Linked DNA regions of Mus musculus: all the other regions are linked to region 3. Evidence: chromatin contacts called from public Micro-C and promoter capture Hi-C data. All regions are on one chromosome and are shown on one strand. Each heading gives the region's core, a stretch centred on a gene start, on an enhancer-like site or on the middle of the called end of the contact. The rest is flanking DNA. Distances are from core to core; before and after follow the strand shown. Region 1 holds the start of 4930439A04Rik (a long non-coding RNA gene). Region 2 holds the start of Tmem131 (transmembrane protein 131). Region 3 holds the start of Kansl3 (KAT8 regulatory NSL complex subunit 3).

What was found. Hi-C and Micro-C count contacts between places; a contact is called where the count stands out from the background. Capture Hi-C pulls out chosen DNA fragments and counts their contacts.
Region 1: a contact with region 3 is called in a promoter capture Hi-C map of liver, with 2.3 times the contacts expected there. The contact joins the promoter of 4930439A04Rik here to the promoter of Kansl3 in region 3. A contact is called at or near these places in 1 of 39 promoter capture datasets (liver) and 1 of 9 other capture datasets (liver).
Region 2: a Micro-C map of embryonic stem cells shows a contact between it and region 3, with 5 times the contacts expected there. The contact joins the promoter of Tmem131 here to the promoter of Kansl3 in region 3. A contact is called at or near these places in 1 of 39 promoter capture datasets (cranial neural crest), 3 of 484 Hi-C or Micro-C datasets (CD4 T cells and embryonic stem cells), 1 of 115 datasets of contacts at active chromatin or transcription factors (pancreatic cancer cells) and 1 of 9 other capture datasets (pancreatic islet).

What each region holds. Positions count from the first base shown.
Region 1 is chr1:37,332,931-37,335,878 of GRCm38.p6, forward strand. 4930439A04Rik (a long non-coding RNA gene) reads right to left here and starts at 1,302. Exons shown (of 4, transcript XR_003947777.1): 1 at 1,134-1,302; 2 at 715-904. The region is part of intron 1 of Inpp4a (inositol polyphosphate-4-phosphatase, type I); the gene reads left to right.
Region 2 is chr1:36,937,891-36,940,816 of GRCm38.p6, forward strand. It overlaps Tmem131 (transmembrane protein 131), which reads right to left and starts at 1,637. Exons shown (of 41, transcript NM_018872.2): 1 at 1,275-1,637. The coding sequence starts at 1,455.
Region 3 is chr1:36,367,530-36,370,476 of GRCm38.p6, forward strand. It overlaps Kansl3 (KAT8 regulatory NSL complex subunit 3), which reads right to left and starts at 1,652. Exons shown (of 22, transcript NM_001310513.1): 1 at 1,576-1,652; 2 at 240-505. The coding sequence starts at 454.

The sequences.
Region 1 (2,948 bases), core at 52-2,551, 970 kb after region 3:
GTGCCAGGACTTTGTCTGGGGAGAGCTTGGCAGGCCTTGTGCACACTGTCACAATAACTAGCTGTGCATTCATTTGTGCAGTTGCCCAGCTGTGTATGGGAAACACTGTCTCCCTGATGTCATCTGTTTCTGGCCCCTCTTCCATGAAAACGGAAGCCTTGAACTTTGGGGGAAGGGTGTGGCAAGTATGTCTAATTTAGGGCTGAGCACACTATAGTCTCTTATTCTCTATGTTAATTGCCGTCTACTGCAAGGAGGAACTTCTTTAATGATGGTTGAGAGATGATCTGTTCAATGGGATTTGTTTTAATGGTATGCCTGTAAGCAAAATATAGTATTTGGTTCTCCCTAGGGCCTATGACCTATTTAGCCCTGGGTTCTTGGCCCCTTTAACGATTCAGGTCTTAGTTCCATCTCATGGAGCAGTCTTAGAAAGTAACTTGTTCCAGCCATGGCATTTGTGCCAAAGCTGCACCAGTGAGTAGGGGTAACTCATTACTAGGTGGGAGTTTAGGTGGTGGATCTTAAAGAATTAAGTTTTGTCCTTGCATGACATGGTGTTTCATGTATAATTATATATCCAGCTTTATACAGCCACGAAATTCTGACCATCCTCCTCTCTTTGGTATGTAATTAATGTCTTTGTACATCGCCATGGTTGTTGGGGAATGAGGTAGAGGACAGTCTACAAAGCTGCAGGGTGATGGCACTTACCCAGAATTCCTTGTAACCTCTTCAGATGTAGTGGAGACCAAGGTGTGAGCCTTGGTGAGAAGGATCTGGTCCTAGAAGGTCCTGTAAGGACTGTCAGGTTGTTGGGAAGTGGGAGCTCATACAGGAAGGGAGGTCTCCTCACTTTTTGCCTTGTTCTGGAAAGCTGTGGTACCATCCGCTGAGCTGGAAACTAGAGATGGAGAAAGAAGGCTGGACACAGGAGCAGTGTACACACCCCCAGGAAGCGGCAATATCTACATAAGGGGCTGGGTTTCTGTACTGATTTTCTTTTTCTGACCTTGCTGTTTATCACAAGGGACAAAGAGCACACGACTCTGGTAAAGGCAGCTAGATGAAGCTGGTTAGGGTAGAATCCTGACCCCAAGCCCTGCCTGTGGTTATGCAGAGGTGAAACTTACAGTTAATCCAAGAAGTGTGACAGGTATCTCTGGTCTGTCAGCTCTGACATTTTGTTATCCTTGGGCTGCCTTCTTCCTGCTCTTGTCCTGTGTGAAATTAGGACTCAACACCTCCTTGCCCTAGAATCCCCACTCACTTGTTAGCACCCAGAATCTAGAATCTAGAACAGCTGCTGCCTTTGTCAGTGGGCACAGGAGGGAACAGGGCCTGATTCTGCCTACATCATAGTCAGAACTTGGTGTATCCTTTGTGTGTCAGGAGATGTTTTGGTTTATTTTCTGAAATTACTATTTTACAATGTGTGGACTCTTTCTGCTTACAAAACAAAAGCATGTTCCAAGGGAGATAGGCGTTCTAATGATAGCTTCCTAGATTAAAATATCACACTGGGATATGAAATGAGGTTATATTTCTCTCTTTTATGGGAATAAATGAAGAAAACTCAAACTGGGTCAGACAGGTTGATGGTAGGAATAGTAGGTCCTGTCAGGAGCCAGCTGCAGTCGAGACCCAGTTAATGAAAACCGAGCTGTAGTTCCAAAAGGAAAATGGGGCTGGGGCAGGGGCATGAGCTTTGTGCCCTTTGGAGAATTTCGTATTATGGAATGTAATGTAGTCAGGTGGCACACACATTTGATTTGGGGAAAGGTTTCTATCTCGGCATCTGCTGACCACTGACATGGTAGTATGGTGACAGCCATGTCAGAAGAGCCTCATGAGCACCCAACTGGGACCTCGCACAGGGTGGGCTGGGGGCAGACATAAGCCCCTCTGTCCTGGTCTGTCCTATCCCTGTTCTCTTTAGAGCTTTCACACTTACTTCTCTGGGAGGCTTAGATTCTCTGCCCCACAGCCAGGAAGCACTGGCACATTTCAGTGGACAAGAGTGGGGGGGCATTGAAGACAGAAAAGAACAGAAAGCCAGGTGCATTTAATACGACCCTGGCATATATAACTCAAGAGATGGGCCCTCTGCGTGGTTGTGTTCCCGAGCCACAGGCATCCTCCCTGCGGGCAAATAGGCAGCAAGCAGTGCCCAGGTGGGGGGACTTGGGGACACACTAGTCATGGGTAGGGTGGAGTCTGTGCTCTTATTGTCAACTGTTGGGAGTCTTTTCAGAGTAGTTCTTAAGATAAAAGGATCTAATGTATTGTTTTCTAGTATGGTATGCTGGTTGGTTTTTATTGTTAGCTTGACAAACTAGAGCCTTTCACCAACCCCCAAAAAATGAAGAAAAAGAGAGAAAGAAAAGAAACCCCAGTTAAAGAATTTCCTCCTCCTGATTGACCTATCTGTAAGGAATTATCTTCATGATTGCTGGTGGGGCAGTGAGGGGGTAGTGGTGGGGGGCTTACTGTAGGCAGCACCATGCCTAGGCAAATGGGCTGGGCTGTACAAAAAAAGCAAACAGAGCAAGCTAGTAAGCAGCTTTCAAAACATCACGGTTTCTGCTTCGGTTACTGCCTTGAATTCCTGTCCCAACTTCCCTCAAAGCTAGACTGTGACCTGGAAGCATATGCCAGATTGACCCTTTCCTCTCCACCTTTGGTCATGATGCTTATCATGACAACAGGAAAAGCAAGCTAGGAAGTGTGGTTTGCTTTTAATAGTGTGTGTGTGTGTGTGTGTGTGTGTGTGTGTGTGTGTGTGTGTGTATGTGTACACCTGAGTGTGTCTATAATGGGTGTGTGTATGAGGAGCAAGCAAAGGTCAGAAAAGGCATGGATCCTTTGGAACTGGAATTACAGATGTTTGTGAGCCACCATGTGGATGCTGGAAACTGAGTCTGGGTCCTCTGGAGGATCAGTAAATG
Region 2 (2,926 bases), core at 387-2,886, 570 kb after region 3:
CACATGGGCAAATGTTGGCTACCATGGCCACCCATAACAACACTAAACTAACAGGGGATCATAAATAATAAGAACTATGACAATCCCAGGCCTGACCATCTTAAAGCAGCATTTTTTAATGTTTAAAATAATCTTGCCTCTGCCAAATCCCTGCTTGCCTGTTAACCAGGCTGACTCTGTTTATAGAGTTAAGTGAGAGAATATAATGTTTCTAAGGAAAATAAATAATAAACTGACACAGAGTTGCACTTTAAGGCTAATCTGGTTTACTTTACAGCTGCTAGCCAGTAACAGCGACTTTATACAGGAAAAACAAAAATAATCTAACTAGTTTTCTTCTTAGGGAAAAAAAAAAGCAGCATTCACTGTGAATTAATTCATGAAGGTTCTGTGACTGCTCACACTTCTCCTTGGGCTCACGTTCAGAAACAGGTAGTCCAGAACACCCCCACCCCCAAATTAGTCTTCAAGACTGCAAAGTAATTTCTGATCTTGTCAAAGTACCAGTTTTACAACCTTACAATATTAGAGGAGTTATTAAAACTGGAGTGCGGCTTCAATTGTGAGTTACAGGTGAAGGGTGTGCAAGCTGGGAACTTGACATTCGTTTCTAAGGGCTCACACATCAAAGAGAAAGGCACCGAATTACGTGAGGATATTAAAGCAGAAATGGAAACCGGCTTCCAGTAGCTTACTAGAGGCAAATGAGAGTCTATTTAGGGCTAATAACAAACGATCCTCCATACCGCAAAGGGATAGTGAAGAAGGATACTAAGGAAACAAGAGCCTCTTCAAAGAGATGTCCCAGCAAATAGAAATTTTATAAGCCGTGTATTGAAGCCTTTCCACCAGTCTCGCTTTTTTTTTTTCTTCTTTTTTAACCACCGCATTTTAAAGTGAGCTCGGTCCGCATGCCCAAATTAAAACCTGACAAAGGGAAAACAAGAAAAGCGTCCCGCGATCGACCTAGCAGGAGCCACCAAGAAGCCTAAAAGCGGGGTGCCTCCTCGCATAGCGGGCCAAGTGGCAAGAACCTACAAGAGAGCTCGGGAAGTTTTATGGGCACTGACAGTAGACGAGGGAAAGACCGGGACACGGTGAGGGGAAAGGAATCACGGAGCAGCGGCAGAGCCGCGGCGCGCGGCCGACGCGGCAGCTCGCCGAACCCCGAGTCGCCGGCTCGGGACGGGGCTCGACCCAGCAACTTCGCGCCGGCGCCCGTCGCGGGCCTCCCTCTGCCGCCTGTCGCCCGCCGCCCGCCGCCGGCAACCCACCTTCCTTCTCGGCCCGCGCCGCGGCCACCACGAGGGTCATCACCAGGTGCAGCGCTCCCAGGAGGCCCGCGGCTGCGCTCCGAGGACCCCCGCCTCGGCCAGCCGCGGGCTCCAGCCCGGCCGCGGAGGACGTGGAGGCGGCGGCGGCGGCGGCGGCTGCTCCTCCCGCCCGCTTCCCCATCCTGGCGGGCCGGGGGCCGCCGAGCTCGAGGTCCTGCGCGACCCTTCTCCGCGAGGCGACGGCAGCGGCGCGGGAGCCGTGGTCCGGGCTATGGCCGCGGTGCCCGAGGAGAGAGCGGTTGTGGGCCCAGAGCTCGGGCTCCCGGCGTGGGTCTGGGTCGGTGCGTGCGTGGGAGCGAGAGTGTCAGTCACAGTCTCGGCATCGGCATCGCCTACGAAGAGCCGGAACGGAGAGGCCGCGGGTCAGGCACGGCGGGCGGCCATACTGGAAACGGGCAAGGGCCGCGGGCCCCGGCGCTGGCCTCTAAGGGGCGGGGCAGAGCGCAGGGGCCCGCCCCCTCCGTGCCAATACCTGGGCGGCCCGCCGGTTCGCGTGCTCCCCGTGGACTCCGTGAGCTCCGGCTCCTCGCCCCGCCCTCAGAATCACACGGGCTTCACCGACCGGACGGGCCGGGGCGGCCAACCGCACCCTGTCACTGCCGCACGGCCCGGGAGAAGGAGGGAGAGGGACCCGGGCCGGCCAGGAGTTAAGATGGCGGCCGGAGCTTCACGGAGGCAATGACGGCAGTCACGTGGGAGATAGGGTAGCCACGCTGCGCAGCCGCTTTGGTGCGTGGGCGGGGCCCGGCCGCGCCTCCGACGCCGGGACAAACCCGGGTCTAGTGGTACTGCAATGTCCGAGCCTTTCAGAGGGCTGAGTGCGCATCCGGAGCCCAGCGCCGACAGTCCGTGCCAGTGATTTCTCGGGTCGCACCTCTGCCTCTCGGTGGCTTTGACGTGGGAAGTGTTCAGGGTCCGATTCAATTTCTTGCAGTGCTTCCTTAAGAACGGGGGACCCGCCCTCTTTACATTTGTGTCTTCCAAAGCGTACCCAAGAGGGACTTAATGGAACCTTCGTACCTCTTGTTCACAGGAAGCCCTTTTTATGCAGTTTCTTTGCTTGCTTGTATTTGGAAACTTACCATGTGTGTAAAAAGCATTAGTTGGGGCGGGGTGGAGGAACAAGGCGAGGTGTGCCAGAAATCAGACTGGGTTTTCTCTGTCTTGGAATGATCAATATGTTTCTATGCGCATACTCCTTTCAAAGGCCAAAATCAAAGATGGTGTGTCTTAGTCTCCTGTAAGAAGCACCTCATGTCTCCCAGGTTAAAGTTTGAGTGTGTGTGTGTGTTTTTCTGTGTGTCTGTTTGCTCGATACAAGTCTTAATCTAGGCCCTTTGGGGAAGGGGAAGGAAGGATATTGTCACAGTTTGGTAGCCTGGTCACTTCCCCCCAGAGCCTAGCCCCAGAGTCTTTTTTTGCTTTTCTCAGCTTTTGGTTGAGTTAGTCGATCTATTTAAAAGGCCACATTTGCCTATTGCATGTCTTAGAACAAACTAGAAAAGAAAATGGGATTTCAGAAAACCTTTTTTAAAAGGTACTCAACGTTCTTCCTTCTGCTGTCGTCCTGTTTGTGAAGCAAACATGTAAAT
Region 3 (2,947 bases), core at 402-2,901:
ATTATCTAGTTACTGGGAACTAAGCAAGCTAGGCTGTTTTCCTTTGCGCATCTCCCTTTCCTAACTCATGTTTGGCAATGTCTGTGTAGGTGTCCAACTTTGCCCTGCCGTTCTGATGCTGCTCATCCAAGCTCTCCATTCACCCTGCAGCCCCAATCACTCCTAAGAACATCTAAGCCCCGCCACGCATCACTTCCTTAAGAAGGAAACCCAAACTCACATGGTATTCTCAAACTCACATAGTATTCTCCTGCTGCCGACGGGGGGTTACAAAGAGCATGCGGGTGGGGCGGGCACTACTGGCATCTGGGTGGGCACTCCACGGTTTTGCATAGCTATGATCCAGGAAAACGAGGTCCAGTTCCCGCTCATGCACTGAAAGCTGGAAGAGCAGGGAGGTACCCATCCGCCGAGCTGAAGTCTGGAAGTCCCTCTCCCCACCCCGGTGGGCCATGTCAGTAGTCAAGCAGCCAAGTCAGGGTGTGAATATCTGCATGCTAGTCACCTGCAGTGAAAGGGGGCTTGTGAATTCAATAGCTTCCATTTCTCCCAACTTTCACTATCAAAACATGTCTTTATGCTCAGCATTCGATCTTTGATTATGCACATCTATGTGTCCTCCCACACCGCCACCAAACAGAACGGTGCCATACACAATTTTATAACTGTAAACTGACAAGACTCCACAGTTCACAAAAACATGACCTTTGCAATTGCCAAGGCGTGGTGACGCACGCCTTTAATCCCAGCACTGGGGAGGCGGAAGCAGACGGATCTCCGGGAGTTCAAGGGCAGCCTAGTCTACAGAGTGGGTTCCAGGACAGCCAGAGCAATATATTGAGATCCCATCTCAAAAACAAAAACCTAAATTTGCTGGGCAATTTTCTTCCTGGGTGGTAAAGGTTTTTGCAAACCAGAGGGATCACAAACATGAATTCATCAAAAGCTAAAGGTCCCTACTTTTCGTCCCCTAAACAGGACGTGGGCAGGGCTGGTCTGCTCGGGTGGCCCCAGCACAACAGGCGGGCACCGCGGGCCTCCAAGCTTCATTGCTTTGGGCTGAGGTCAAGGGGACTCTCCTAGGGTCACGCTCCACCAAAGGTTTGCATCAACCTCATGGTACTCCGGAGTTTTGGGAAGAGAAAAACTAGAGCCCGCCCTCAGCCCGGCCGGGCCCTCAGAAGGCCTCTCCTCCTTCGCCCTCCCTCGGCGAGGCGCCCAGCAAACGGCCCGCTCCTCTGAGAGGTTCCCGCCACGGAACCGCAGAACCTCAAAACGGCCCACCCGGGCGGCGGCCCCGGAGCCCGGACGACTCGGCCAAGGTCATCCCGAGTTCCCGGCGAGGAGGAGCCGCCCGGCCCCACCTCCCCTCCCGGGGCCCTCCTCGGCCTCGCGCCTCGGCCGCCCCAGCGCCGCGTCTGCCTCCCGCGCCCCGCCCGGCCGGCCCGGCCTGGCCCGCGGCTTCAGCCCCCGACCCCTCATGCCCGCGGAGCCCCGAGGGCTTCTCCGAGCCCGCCGCCCAACGCCTGGAACCCCACGGGCCACCACCCGCGCCGGGGCAAAACCGCGTCTCACCCGCAGTTGTCGGCCGCGCGCTCGCCCGAGCCGGACCCCAATGCGCGTGCGCCTTACCTCCCGGCGCCTTGGGCTCTGAGGAAAACGCGGAAGCAGATCGCTCTCCCGGAACCGCGCGGCGGCGAGCGGCAAAGCCCGGAGCGGATCCGCGCCCGGGACCTGGCTAACCTGTGGGGAACGCGGAAAGCGCGCGCGACTCCCGGGGCAGAGACGTTCTCCCTCTGCGTTTTCTGTGGGAAAAGTGAGGACAAAGAGCAAGATAGTTCAGACCACCCCAGCGCTCGGTGTCCCCTTCCCTGTTACAGAGCTGGGTTCAATTTGCAGTGTGCGGGTGGGGTTTATTTCAGCCCATCGGGGTTTATAATCCTAGCACTCTCTGGAGGCTGAGACAGGAGGATCGAGGTGAGTTCCAGAACAACCTGAGCTACACCATGACACCCTGTCTCAAGACCTCAAAGCAAACCAGAGAGATGGGGAGATGAAGAGAGGGAGGGAAAGCTTTGCAGAATGTTGGGATACAATTCTAGGGCTCTGCGGAGTTTAATAAGAAACTGGTACAGCTCAGACTAGGATGAGGTGGAAGATGAGGCAGAGGACAGATGTAAGGTTCAATTTTTTTTTCCCCCAGGTTTTTTTAATTAGGTATTTAAAAGGATCTTTACCAATCCTAAATCAGATAGGGGACTAATATCCAATATATATAAAGAACTCAAAAACATGGACTAAAGAAAACCAAATAACCCCATTAAAAATGGGGCTCAGAGCTAAACAAAGAATTCTCAACTGAGGAATACCAAATGGCTGAGAAGCACCTGAAAAAATGTTCAACATCCTTAATCATCAGGGAAATGCAAATCAAAACAACCCTGAGATTCCACCTCACACCATCAGAATGGCTAAGATTAAAAATTCAGGTGACAGCAGATACTTGCAAGGATGTGGAGAAAGAGGAACACTCCTCCATTGCTGGTGGGATTGCAAGCTTGTACAACCACTCTGGAAATCAGTCTGGTGGTTCCTCAGAAAATTGGACATAGTACTACCAGAGAATCCAGCAATACCTCTCCTGGGCATGTATCCAGATGTTCCAACTGGTAATAAGAACACATGCTCCACTATGTTCATAGCAGCCTTATTTATAATAGCCAGAAGTTGGAAAGAACCCGGATGTCCCTCAACAGAGGAATGGATACAGAAAATGTGGTACATTTACACAGTGGAGTACTACTCAGCTATTAAAAACAATGAATTTAAGGTTCGACTTTTAACTGCTTGGCTCAGCCTTTTTCTCAACTTTGAAATGTGCAAATGCCTAAACCCTGATTCACCAGGTTGCCAGGGGAATGCAGTCAATTATTTCTGCCACCTGTCA